Linked DNA regions of Mus musculus: all the other regions are linked to region 3. The links are chromatin contacts, called in public Hi-C, HiChIP or PLAC-seq and promoter capture Hi-C maps. All regions are on one chromosome and are shown on one strand. The core of a region is the stretch at or near the end of the contact, and the rest is flanking DNA. Distances in the headings are between cores, read along the strand shown. Region 1 has its middle 77 kb from the start of Gm31434. Region 2 holds the start of Ryk (receptor-like tyrosine kinase). Region 3 holds the start of 1300017J02Rik (RIKEN cDNA 1300017J02 gene). Region 4 overlaps Gm31434 (a long non-coding RNA gene).

Evidence for each region. Promoter capture Hi-C pulls out the DNA fragments that hold promoters and counts their contacts. A called contact is a pair of places that touch in the nucleus more often than the background predicts. HiChIP or PLAC-seq counts read pairs in DNA pulled down with a chosen protein or histone mark.
Region 1: a contact with region 3 is called in an H3K27ac HiChIP or PLAC-seq map of embryonic stem cells, with 5 read pairs. The contact joins the enhancer-like site here to the promoter of 1300017J02Rik in region 3. A contact is called at or near these places in 9 of 39 promoter capture datasets (the 3T3-L1 cell line, 3T3-L1-derived adipocytes, the C10 cell line and 6 more), 1 of 484 Hi-C or Micro-C datasets (LSK cells), 1 of 115 datasets of contacts at active chromatin or transcription factors (embryonic stem cells) and 1 of 9 other capture datasets (embryonic stem cells).
Region 2: a contact with region 3 is called in a promoter capture Hi-C map of liver, with 2.4 times the contacts expected there. The contact joins the promoter of Ryk here to the promoter of 1300017J02Rik in region 3. A contact is called at or near these places in 3 of 39 promoter capture datasets (the 3T3-L1 cell line and liver).
Region 4: a contact with region 3 is called in a Hi-C map of liver, with 1.8 times the contacts expected there. The contact joins the enhancer-like site here to the promoter of 1300017J02Rik in region 3. A contact is called at or near these places in 4 of 39 promoter capture datasets (the C10 cell line, embryonic stem cells, hippocampal neurons and 1 more), 1 of 484 Hi-C or Micro-C datasets (liver) and 2 of 115 datasets of contacts at active chromatin or transcription factors (both in embryonic stem cells).

The regions. Positions count from the first base shown.
Region 1 is chr9:102,923,517-102,926,216 of GRCm38.p6, forward strand. No RefSeq gene overlaps it. Among named protein-coding and RNA genes, the nearest start is that of Gm31434, 77 kb to the right of the region's middle. Within about 2 kb of position 1,420, at least 51 of the 459 cell types and tissues checked have an H3K27ac peak or open chromatin away from gene starts, as enhancers often do. A contact at or near this core is called in embryonic stem cells, where this site is marked.
Region 2 is chr9:102,833,507-102,836,206 of GRCm38.p6, forward strand. It overlaps Ryk (receptor-like tyrosine kinase), which reads left to right and starts at 1,414. Exons shown (of 15, transcript NM_013649.3): 1 at 1,414-1,733. The coding sequence starts at 1,550.
Region 3 is chr9:103,286,878-103,289,577 of GRCm38.p6, forward strand. 1300017J02Rik (RIKEN cDNA 1300017J02 gene) reads right to left here and starts at 1,420. Exons shown (of 17, transcript NM_027918.2): 1 at 1,304-1,420. The coding sequence starts at 1,346.
Region 4 is chr9:102,994,630-102,997,329 of GRCm38.p6, forward strand. Gm31434 (a long non-coding RNA gene) reads right to left here. Exons shown (of 3, transcript XR_871114.2): 2 at 638-2,159. Among named protein-coding and RNA genes, the nearest start is that of Gm31434, 6.2 kb to the right of the region's middle. Within about 2 kb of position 1,407, at least 30 of the 459 cell types and tissues checked have an H3K27ac peak or open chromatin away from gene starts, as enhancers often do. A contact at or near this core is called in liver, where this site is marked.

The DNA.
Region 1 (2,700 bases), core at 170-2,669, 360 kb before region 3:
GTAGACCTCACCTGTTTGTCCTGTGGACTAAATCTATGCTGAGCATACAAAATGTTAGATGTATCCATGTAGCCTCCACCCCCAAATCTTTAGACAAAGGCCAAACCCAAAGTAAAATGTCTGCTAGGCATAACTGGGCAGATCCCTGGTATACAGGCAGCCCAGCTCAGGGAGCTGAGAGAAGGGAGGATTGGATAGAGCAACATGCACACATGATGACTGGCTTTGTTACAACCCAGAAGACAGAACTGGCTGTGTCTCGACCTAAGAGACAGAGCAGGTACTCAGGTGGGCAGGCCAGCGGGACTTCCTGAGGCAGTGTGGCCTGACCTTGAAGGACATGGCAACATTCCCATCGGGAACCCCAGCCCTTTGCAGCGCAGCCTCTTGAGACAAGGCCTTCGGCGACAGTGAGAAGAAAGTTGCCACATCTGCCACACCTTAGCCCTAGAACGAAGCAGTGCTGTTGTTTCTGTTTCGTTCGGCTGCAACCTGTGCTTAAGATAGCCTGGCTCTGCGGGGCCCGGGAGGGCTGAGCTCAGTTCAGAGGAGCTGTGTGCTCCAATGGGAAGATTACCCAGAACACTGGCCTGGAAAGACAGTTCTCAGCACTCGCCCTCCCTTCTGTGGACACTCCCCACAGGCGTCAGTCTCAGACTGTCTTTCTCTAAGGCCCTGGGGGCTATGAAGTCTGTGACCTGGATGTTGTGGGACCACAGCCTGATGTGCTGATTTTGTCCTGTGACAAGTACCTAAGGACCCAGCGTAAAGTGTCTTCTTACCTCCCCAGATCTTCCTATAATCCTCTTGGCTGAGATAGCTGGGTTCTTGGCTGCGGGGCACCATAGATTGGAATGCTGTGGACTATGTGGGGAGAGGCCCCTTAAGGAAACAGGTGCTGTTGATATCATCAACAGCTCGAGCAAACCAACACAGCCAGAAGGAGCTGTCTCAGGATGCCCGAGTTGGGGATATTCACAGAAGGAGAGAGGGCGAGCTCTGGGGGACCTCTTCCCACATCCACTGTTGCTGGTGCGGGTTGTCTTGTGCCTGAAATTCCACTTTTGTGCTCCTAAGACCTTGGCAGCCTCATTAACTTGCCAGTGCAACCTTGCTTACCTGTTTGGAATCCTGGGCTTAGTTCCCTGGCTCTAGCAAAGTGTTATAGGACGCTGAGCTTCTTTGGCCGAGCCTTTGTGGCTTCCATGGTCCCGGCCACATTCTTTCCCTCCACTGCTATCACCACCGTTACCAACCAAACTGCTACAGGGCCTGACAGGAAGCCAGTTTGAGATTAGGGAACAGATTGGGGCTTCCCCACAGGCTGGTATTCCTTCAGGCAACTTCTTGTTGATCCTGGAGACTCCGGTAAACCTAATCAACATTCCTGGGCCCCAGTGAGGCAGGCTATTGCTTCTGGCTATTTGCCTCATTGTCTCCTAGCATTGACGTCATCAACCTTGTGATCTTCCAGCTTGTTATCTCTAATAAGATAATAGTATTCTACCATCACTAGCCACTATCACTTCTACCAACTGTTGGTCCTCTCAAGCCCACCCAGCTGCGTGACGAAAAACACCCTGCTACAGGACAGAAAGCCGCCGCTACCTCATCTGCTTCGTTCTCCTCCTAGCCAATCTGAGAAGCCCAACTCTCTGGGGGGCGGGGCATGGAGCACAGCCCCCTTTTTTTTTTTGCCTTTCTTACACGTGAGCCCTTAAAACTGGCCACGTGCCAGTCAGTCATCCTTGTCTCTGTCCAATCCAGAGGCCGCCCCCACCCCACCCCCACTGCCTTGTCCCTCCAAATAATAAAATCTCTGTGGTGAGAATCTGGCCCACAGTAGGAAGGGCTCCCCTATCACTTGATGTGATCATGGCAACCAAGGGCCCACTGGCGTGTCTGGAGGTCCATCTCCCAGGTGCCTCTGGATTGTCAGGTTGACAACTAACACCAGCTACCACAATTACTTTATTTATTTCTGAGTTTGAGATTGTTTTGTTTTGTTTTGTTTTGTTGAGACAGGGTCTCTCTATGTAGTCTTGGCTGCCCTGAACTGTCGATGTAGAGCAAGCTGACCTCAAACTCACAGAGACCCACCTCCCTCTGATTCTCAAGAGCCAGGATTAAAAGCATATATTACCACACCCAGCTGACTTCTTTTCTATATCTCACAATATGAAACTTCTGTCAGGCAGATAATTTGCAAATGTTTTTCTCAATTTGTGGTTGCCTTTTTATTTATTTGATAATGTTCTTTGAAGACAAAGTCTTTTAATTTTTAATTCACCGAATTATTGATCTACTTTATTTACTTATATTTATGTGATGTGTGTAAGACAATGTTTCCTGACTTACTCCAATTGCTATGTCAGGATTGCTAAGCTTACTCCAGTGCTCCCGTCTAAGAATTTTACAGTTTAAGTTCAATTCTAAGTATTTTACAGATCTTAACACTTACACCATAATCTACTTAAACTAATTTTTACTTAAGACCTAAAGTGAAAACTCTAGGTCCTGTGCATATCTCATTATTTCCAACGCATTATTTGTTTAAAATAATTCTATTTTCCTTTCTTGATTCTCTTGACTGAAAAACCGAGTGGATCCCATTTTGACTCTTGTGTTGATCCATATGCCCATCCTTTTGCCAACACAGTTACTATCTTACTACCATATGTAAGTTTGCATGTGTGGGAG
Region 2 (2,700 bases), core at 164-2,663, 450 kb before region 3:
GCACTGTATTCTGTGCTGGGGAACTGAAGCTTGACAAATTGAGGCCAGCTTGTCTCCAAATGGAATCCATCCCTCTCACTACAGGAGAGAGGGGGGAAAAATATCAAGATCCAACTATCCTCCTCTTCGGTCTCTCTCCCTGCCCTGGCAGGGGATACAGGTAATATCTCTCAGGGCCTGCGTGTGGATGGGCAACTGGGAGCTTGAAGCTAGGCCGGGCAGAAAGCAGCTGCTCTCCACAGGCAAGGAGGGAGGCATAAGGTCAGTGAACGGGTCACAGGGATGGGATGACCCTGTTCTGGAGGAAGTGAGAAGGGATGCTTGGGAGCCAGCCTGAGTGATGGCTTGTGGAGTAAGCTTGACTGGGGCTTCCCCAAATTCTTCATCAGAGTCTCTGGGATGTATCAGAGATCCTTAACCGGTTTAGGGAGACAAGGGCTTCCTAGAGCAAGGGATGAAATGTAAAAACCACTCTCCAGTATGTGAAAGCACCCATGCACACAGACAGCCATGTACAGCCATAAGCACACACTCACATACATTCCATGTTTTGGAGGGGGGGGCTGGCATGGACCACAGGTTAAAAGCCCAGATACAGGTTGATTTACAGTAAAGGAGAACTAGGATAATAAAAGTTCGTCACATGTAAAAATAAGCTTGCTGGGCATGGGTGGCACAGGCCTTTAATCCTGGCACTTGGGAAGCAGAGGCAGGCAGATCTCTGTGAGTTCAAGGCCAGCTTGGTCTACATAGCAAGTTCCATGCGGGCCAGGGCTACATAGTGAGACCCTGTCTCAAAACAAACAAACAAACAAACAAACTGTAAACCAAAATACAAAATAAAAAGTTTACTAAGGTTTTATGAGTTTTTTTTGTTTTTGTTTTTGCTTTCTGGAAAGTGTGTGGCATGTGAATTTTAGGGAACAGACATGCTAACTAGAGGCTGACCTCTGATGGTGGGATAAGGGAAGATTTCTACGTACCCGTCCCTTCTCACTAAATAAAACAGCATTCTTTTCTTTTGAGACAGCATCCAAGACTCAGGGCGCACCTGGGGAAGAATAAAGAGACCAACCGACTCTAGGCCTCAACGACTTGGGCTGGGGACTGGCTATATTAGCCTAGAGCCCTTCGCCTGGCCAGGGCACTTCATTATTGTTTTTGATTAGTTTGTGTCTCTTTAACTCATTTCCTTTATTCCTCGCGCGTTTCAGCCTGGCAAACAACGTAATGTTATTTATACCAACCCCTACGCGCGGCCCCCACCCCGACCTCAGGTCTGAGACGCTCTCCCGTGCACGCGCGCCCCAGAACCAGGCGCTCTCGGTCGGGCGGCACATGCGTGCGCGCCCTCGCGCACGGCGGGCACGCGCACGCGCGCGTCTCCGCCCGCAGCTCGCCCCCCCACCCCCTCCCGTTCCCGGGCGGCGGGTCTGAAGCGGCGGCGCGATGAGCTGGCCGGCCGCCCCCGGCTCGGGGCTGTGAGGCGCTCGGGGCCGGGGTGCGCGGCGGCGCGGCGGGCGGCGGACGCTCCTGCTCGGCGGCGGCCATGCGCGCGGGCCGGGGCGGCGTCCCGGGGAGCGGCGGCCTGAGGGCCCCGCCGCCGCCGCTGCTGCTGCTGCTGCTGGCGATGCTGCCCGCCGCCGCCCCGCGGTCCCCGGCCCTGGCCGCCGCTCCTGCGGGACCCAGCGTGAGCCTCTACCTGAGCGAGGACGAGGTGCGCCGGCTGCTTGGTGAGTGGCGCGGCTCCCGGGGCCTCGTGAGCCCGCGGTGCTGCCGCTGCGCCGCCCGCGCTCTCTCTCTCTCTCTCCCTCTCTGCAGCCTCCCTGCGCGTGTCACTCTAGGCCGCGGAGCTCCGGAGCCTCGGAGTCGGCGCTCGGGACACGGGTGGCCGCTCCTTAGCCTGCTGTGGGTGGCCCACAGGCCACGCCGCCGCCGTGCGCTTGCTTTCTGGTTAGCGAGTGGGGGGCAAGGTGAGCCGGGCGCCCTGAGTTGTGTGGCATCCTGCACACCTTCGGGCCGACCGGATCCCAAGCATCGGGGTTTGCCTTGGGTTCCTTGAGTGTGACCTGATGCTGCCGTTCCAGGCCACTTGCCTACTCTGCAGACCCTGAAGCGAGAGGAGAACTTGGCTTTGGGGTCCGTCGGCGGTGGTTCCGTTTACCTGTTTAGCCCGTTGTTTGGGGAGTCCGACTCTGCCCTCCGCTTGGAACTCTGTGCATTCTGAAAATCAGCCCTTGAAGGAAGGCCTGGCCAGCCATCAAAAGGAAGTCTCTGATAGTTAGGGATACCCAGCTTTTGCCGTCTTTTGTGCATTAAGGCAGTCCCTTCACTTTTTATCGGGGTGTTTTAGAGTGAAGTGTTGGAACTGGAAAGGTCTCCCCCTAAATATCCATTAAGTGTCACTTTTTTAGTGAGCGAGTATGCCTCCCCCAAGTGTGTGTGTGTGTGTGTGTGGTGTGCGCGCGCGTGTGTATGCGTATGTGTGTATTAGAGGAGGTTTTTTTGTTTGTTTGTTTGTTTGTTTGTTTTGTTTTGTTTTTCCTTTCCAGACAGGGACTTTATGTAGCCTGGGCTGTTTTGGAATCCACTATGTAGACCAGGTTGGCCTCAAGCTCACAGAGAGCCTTCTGCCTGTTAGAAGAGTTTCTTAGGGTCTGTTGAGAGAGTTTAGCCTCGGAATGAAAACTGCTTTTAGCA
Region 3 (2,700 bases), core at 170-2,669:
TGACACCACAAGTATTCTTATTGGACTGGAACACTGAGTTTTGAGGAATGAAGGTTCCAGACTCCGGCCTGGTCTGGTAGCCCGGAGAAAGGTCGTGAAGAAACGAAGCCCGGAGGGGCCTTTAGTCTCTGACATGTAAACATGAAGCCTGTTGGGAAAATGAACTTCTGGTCTGTGTCTGACATTGCTGGCAATGGTGGCGGAACGCTATTTAGCAGAACACTGGCTCAGTTCAGGGGAATTCTGAAAGAGATCAGGCAGCTGCATTCTGAGAGCGAATGACCCTCTGGGTGGCTACAGATGGCACTGCTGGGCAGAAGAGGCAGACATATACTGTGCACCATTGCCGGGCTCTGGCCACCCTAGGTATTATTTACCACGGTCTCAGATCAGACAAAGCTAAAGGGAGGAGGATCCAACCGTGGTTGAGACAGGAAGAGCTCTTCACAGTGCATGAGTTCTTCCCTGGAGCCTGTTCTCCCTACCCACGAAAGGGCTTCTTGTATTTGTGAGCGTAGAACTCTGCCTGCCTCTGGCTGTGTTAGCTCATTTCTCCAGCAACTGTGTGTTTGTTGGGTAAACATAACTTTTTTTAAAAAAAAGTTAACATTGTGTGGAAGCCACATGGGGGTCAGAGGACAGATTTCTTTTCTTTTTTTTTTTTTTTTTTGGTTTTTTTAAATTTTTATTTTATGTGCTATACTTATTATTACTACAGAGGACAGATTTCAAGAGTGGATTTCCTCTTCTACCATTTGGTCCTGGAGGTCATATGTCGTCAATCACAACATCAGCCCCTTTACCTACCAAAGCAGTGAAACAAGTTGTGGGGTTTTTTTGTTTGTTTATTTGTTTTGTTTTGTTTTTTTTATTTTCCTCTCCTATCTCTCATATATTGCTGCAATTTCCCCTCCTTCCTCTGAGTCCCTCTTCACATCCCCTGTCACCAACTACGTCTCCATTTTCCTTCAGAAAAGGGCAGGCCTCCCAGGGATATCAACCAAACGCGACATAACAAGTTACAAAAAGACTAGGCACCTCCCTGGTATTAAGGAGGATGTGGCAGGAAAAGGGTCCCAAAAGCAAGCAAAAGAGTCAGCGACAATCCACTATGACCGCCTCAGTGAGGGCAAAGGACAGCCGGGGGACTGCGTGGCAGGTGAATTCCAGTCCAAAGTGATTACTCTTCTCTAGGCTCATAGTCTATCCAACCACATTTGATCCCTGAAGTGTATGGTCAGCAAATGACACCTGGTCCCCTCCCCAGAGGGCCGGCCCCCTGCCTGGCTCTCAGCACACTCACCTAGGGTCCCCAAGCATAGAAGGGCGCAGATGAGCAGCCTCATTTTCAACTGTGGAACTGCGTTCTGCTTGCTCTCCCCCAGCCTAGGTGCACTTTACCCAGAAGGCAGTGTTGACTGATGAATCTGCCTACTGGGAAAGGTTCTTCAGCCCCAGTCCGGGCTGGTCGCCACTGCCACACCCTCCATGCCTTCCTTATCTGGCCAAGCAGATACTCAGGCGGCTAGGGACACTATTTTTTCTCTCTCTGTCCCCGGTTCGGTCCCTGGGTGGAAACGGTGCTTCTCCGGGAAAGCCGGCGCGCACATGCATAAGACCTTAACACAATTTTCTTTTGGAAATTCTCACTTCTCACTAAGGACTCTAAGTTGACTAAGCTGAGGTCCTCCCGCTGTCCTGCGACCCCAGTGGAGCTATCTCTTCTGTGACACAGCCCATAGTTTCTCCTCTATCTCCCCACCCCCACCCCCACCCCCACTCCACACCACACGCACCAGTGTTGCTTGTCCCAGCTGTGTAAGGCCTGGCTCAGGCACAGATCTGACATGCAGAGTTTCTCGCTCACCCGGCTGCAGCCCTGTCCGAAAGGCTGTGCGACCTCTGCCTAGAAAAAGTCTGGTAATTTTAAATAAAACTCGAAGAACTTCTAATTAAAATATAGTAGTAGGTGTACAACAAACCCTGCTAGCACAGTGTAATAATTATCACTAAGAGGACTCCGGTAGAGCCAGTCCACATCCAGGAGGCCGAATCCCTGCAGAGCTTCTCCCACATAGGTGGCCCCTACATGGAACAGAAACGGAAGTCTGCTAACTTCAGGACTCCACAGAGATGAAAACTTACAGCGCAGAGCCTGGCTTCTCTCACCCAAGTTTAAATTGGTATGATTTATCTATGCAGAGGTGTGTGGTTGCCCACCAGCTATCAGTGTGGCCTATTGTTTCATATCATGTGAATGAAGAATATTTCATCTCTCACCCTGATTGACAATTGTAGTACCGATTCCATCCTTACAGACAGTGCCGCTAGGAACAGAAATTTCATTTCATTTTATATACATTACTAGGATCTAAAACTAAATAAAAAAAAGCAGGGCCTGGTATGGAAGTACAGGCCTGAAACCCCAGCATTTGGGAAGTGGGGACAGTGGGATTAGGAGTTCGAGGTTTCAACTACGTGCCCTATTGGAGACTTCCCTAGGCTAGAGACCTTGTCTCGAAAACCAAGCATGTAGGGCTGGAGAGATGGCTCAGCGGTTAAGAGCAAGTGCTGCTCTTCCAGAGGACCAGAGTTCAATTCTGGCACCCATGTTGGACGGCTCACAACTAACTACCTGTAACTCCAGCGACAGGGGGACCTGACACCCCTGGACTCCAGCTACAGGTCATCTGGCTTCTG
Region 4 (2,700 bases), core at 157-2,656, 290 kb before region 3:
ACGCTGGACCCATGCCAGAGAAGGGGAACAAACTGGGTTCTCATCATAAATCAATGTTAGGCCTGCTGAGGGCAACAGACTTCATGTTACCTACAAGGCATTGCCTTTGGAATGGGCTGCCCCTAATTGATTTTAGGTCATCTGACACTTAAAAAGAGAGAAGCGTTTGGGCTAGGGTGGGGTGGACAGGTGTCTCCTCTCTTTCATCATCAAGAGTGTGATGCCTCCTGCCTTGGAGCGATGCTTCCTTACCGAGGAAGAAGCACCAAGGCTCATGGAGAAGCCCATGCTCTATGTTCACATGGAGCAGCGAAGCGTGGACTTGCGCTTATCCTCGGTAGGACTTCCAGGGACTGAGTTTGAAGAAGCCAGAAAAGGGGGTGGAATTAGAGGCAGCATGGAGTCCAAAGGTGGGGGCGGGGTCAGAATGGGCCACCTTCTCTACATCTGCAATGCTCCTGAGGAATGTCACTGTCTGGGAATGTCACTTGTACACTTGCCACCTATTCAGTTCCAGCATCATCACTGGCCCAGAAGCCCCTTTATCTGCAGGGGTTACCTCCAGGACCCCTTATAGACTGATCCTTGAAATGGCAGACAGTTTCTAGCTCTACAAATGTACTATACATATACTTACATAGCCACGATGAAGTTTAATTCCTAAATCAGGCACAGGTGACTCACCACGGTGACAGTAGAATGGAGCCGTTGTTACAACAGGTTGTAATGAAAGTCACAGGACTAGCCTCGGTCAAGAGATCCCTGGTCAGTTCATTATTATTTCTATTTCTGTGACAAAATGCCCGACGGAAGCAGCTTAAAGTTATGTGAGTGTTGTCTCTCCCTCCCTGCTGGTGAGATTGTAGAATGGAATGTCTTCCTAAAGAGATGGGGTAAAGGGGGCGAGGCAGGAGCTGTGCTAAAGTCCTGAGGCACTATTAACCTTAAGTAATCTTGAGTAGACGTCATTGAGCCAGGATGGTGCTGCTGAAAAGCAGCCTAAGGAGGAAAGGACTTTGAGGTTTGGTTGGTTGGTTGGCTGGTTATTTGTTTGGTTCACTCATATTTCAGGTTTATGGTGTGTGGTGATAGGGGAGTTACCATGGCAGGGAGCACGAGGCAGCGGATGCATTGCATCCACGGTCAGGAAGCAGCAGTGACTGGTGATGCTTAGCCTGCTTTGACTGTGTACGCAGTCCACGACAGCAGCCCAGAGACTGGTACCTTCCTAGGTACCATCTCAATGAATCCATCCTCATACGATTCCTCACAGGAAGCTGAGGTAGTCCAGGTGACTCCTCCCATGAGGGCCTGAAGCTTTGCCTCCTGGGAAATTCCACATTCTGTGAAGTCAGCAAGCAATATCAACTGTCACAGGGTAGAAAGTCTGGCAGTTCTCTGCGAGTCATTGAGCAACAGGTGGCAGCTGAGCTCGTGGGATATGAAATGAGAAAGGATCTGAGATGTATCAGACATGTTTCATGCACAGTTAACATGACAATATATTGTGTTGTTGTAAAGTTTATGAGAAGTAGAAATAGACTATTATGACACTATAGCCCTTTTTAGGCTATAAGTAGAAACTGTGGTGTATCCTGCATACCGCCTATGAGATGATGGTCCCATGTCCTCAGCAGGGTACGTGCGTTTCTCTTTGTCTGTTCTGAGCTGCAAGGATGGGCTGGTATCTCAGAGTTCCTCCTGTGCAAACAAGAGTCATGATATGTACATAACTGGTGCTCAGCAAATATTTGTGCAAGGAACAAATAAACATGTCACCCAGGAATGTTCTAGAAGGGAGGCAATGTCAGTGTGGACAGCGGCTTGGACTTTGGAATAGGCCAGATTGCAGCTTGAGTTCCAACCCTGCCTCCAATCAGTCCAGTGAAGCAGATCCCATAGTCAGCCTCTTCCAGCCTCAGTCTTCACTCCTACATGAAGGACACGAGGCCCACGGCTTCTCGCCAGCTTGGTTTTAAAGGCAATATACAGCACAGTAGCTATGAAGGCAGGATTAGGTAACATGACCCGTGCTCACCGGGAGCTAACAGGAGTAGCAGACTCTAACTCACCGTCTAAGGGGTGGGCTCCCCTAGGATGCAGAGGATAAATGTGAGGCTTGACAGTCACAGGAGCTAGAGCATCAGCTTGGAGGCTACCTGGGTGTATGGAAGCAACAGAGAGGAGCTGTGACTGCTCCAGAACCACAAAGGAGAGAGAAAGGCAGGACAGGACCTAGAGTGTCCCCTTGACCCCACCTGAGGTGGGGACCCTGGTGATGCTTTCCATTCCAAAACTGGGTAGAGAAGCTGATGCGTGTTCGGGAGACTGCTTCTTCCTCCTCCCCCTCCTCTTCCTCCTCACCCATCTCCTCCTCTCCTTCCTCCTCCTCTCCCCATTCTTTTTATCAAAGCCCATTATGTTTGCTTCATTATACAACAATGCTGCTAAGATTCAAAAGATAAAGAAAAATGAAATTATACAAGAGCAAAAGTCCACTAGATGCAATTATAATCTTTATACCATACTTTACTGTTTCTCCTAGCCTTACATTGCCTGTCATAGCTCACGTGTGGTAGGTGTACATGTGTATTCGTGTGCACATGGATGTGTGAAGGCCAGAGCCCAATGCTGGGTGTCTCCTTCAATCACTCTCCACTTTAGTTTCTGAGATAGGCTCTCATGCTGAAACTGAAGCTC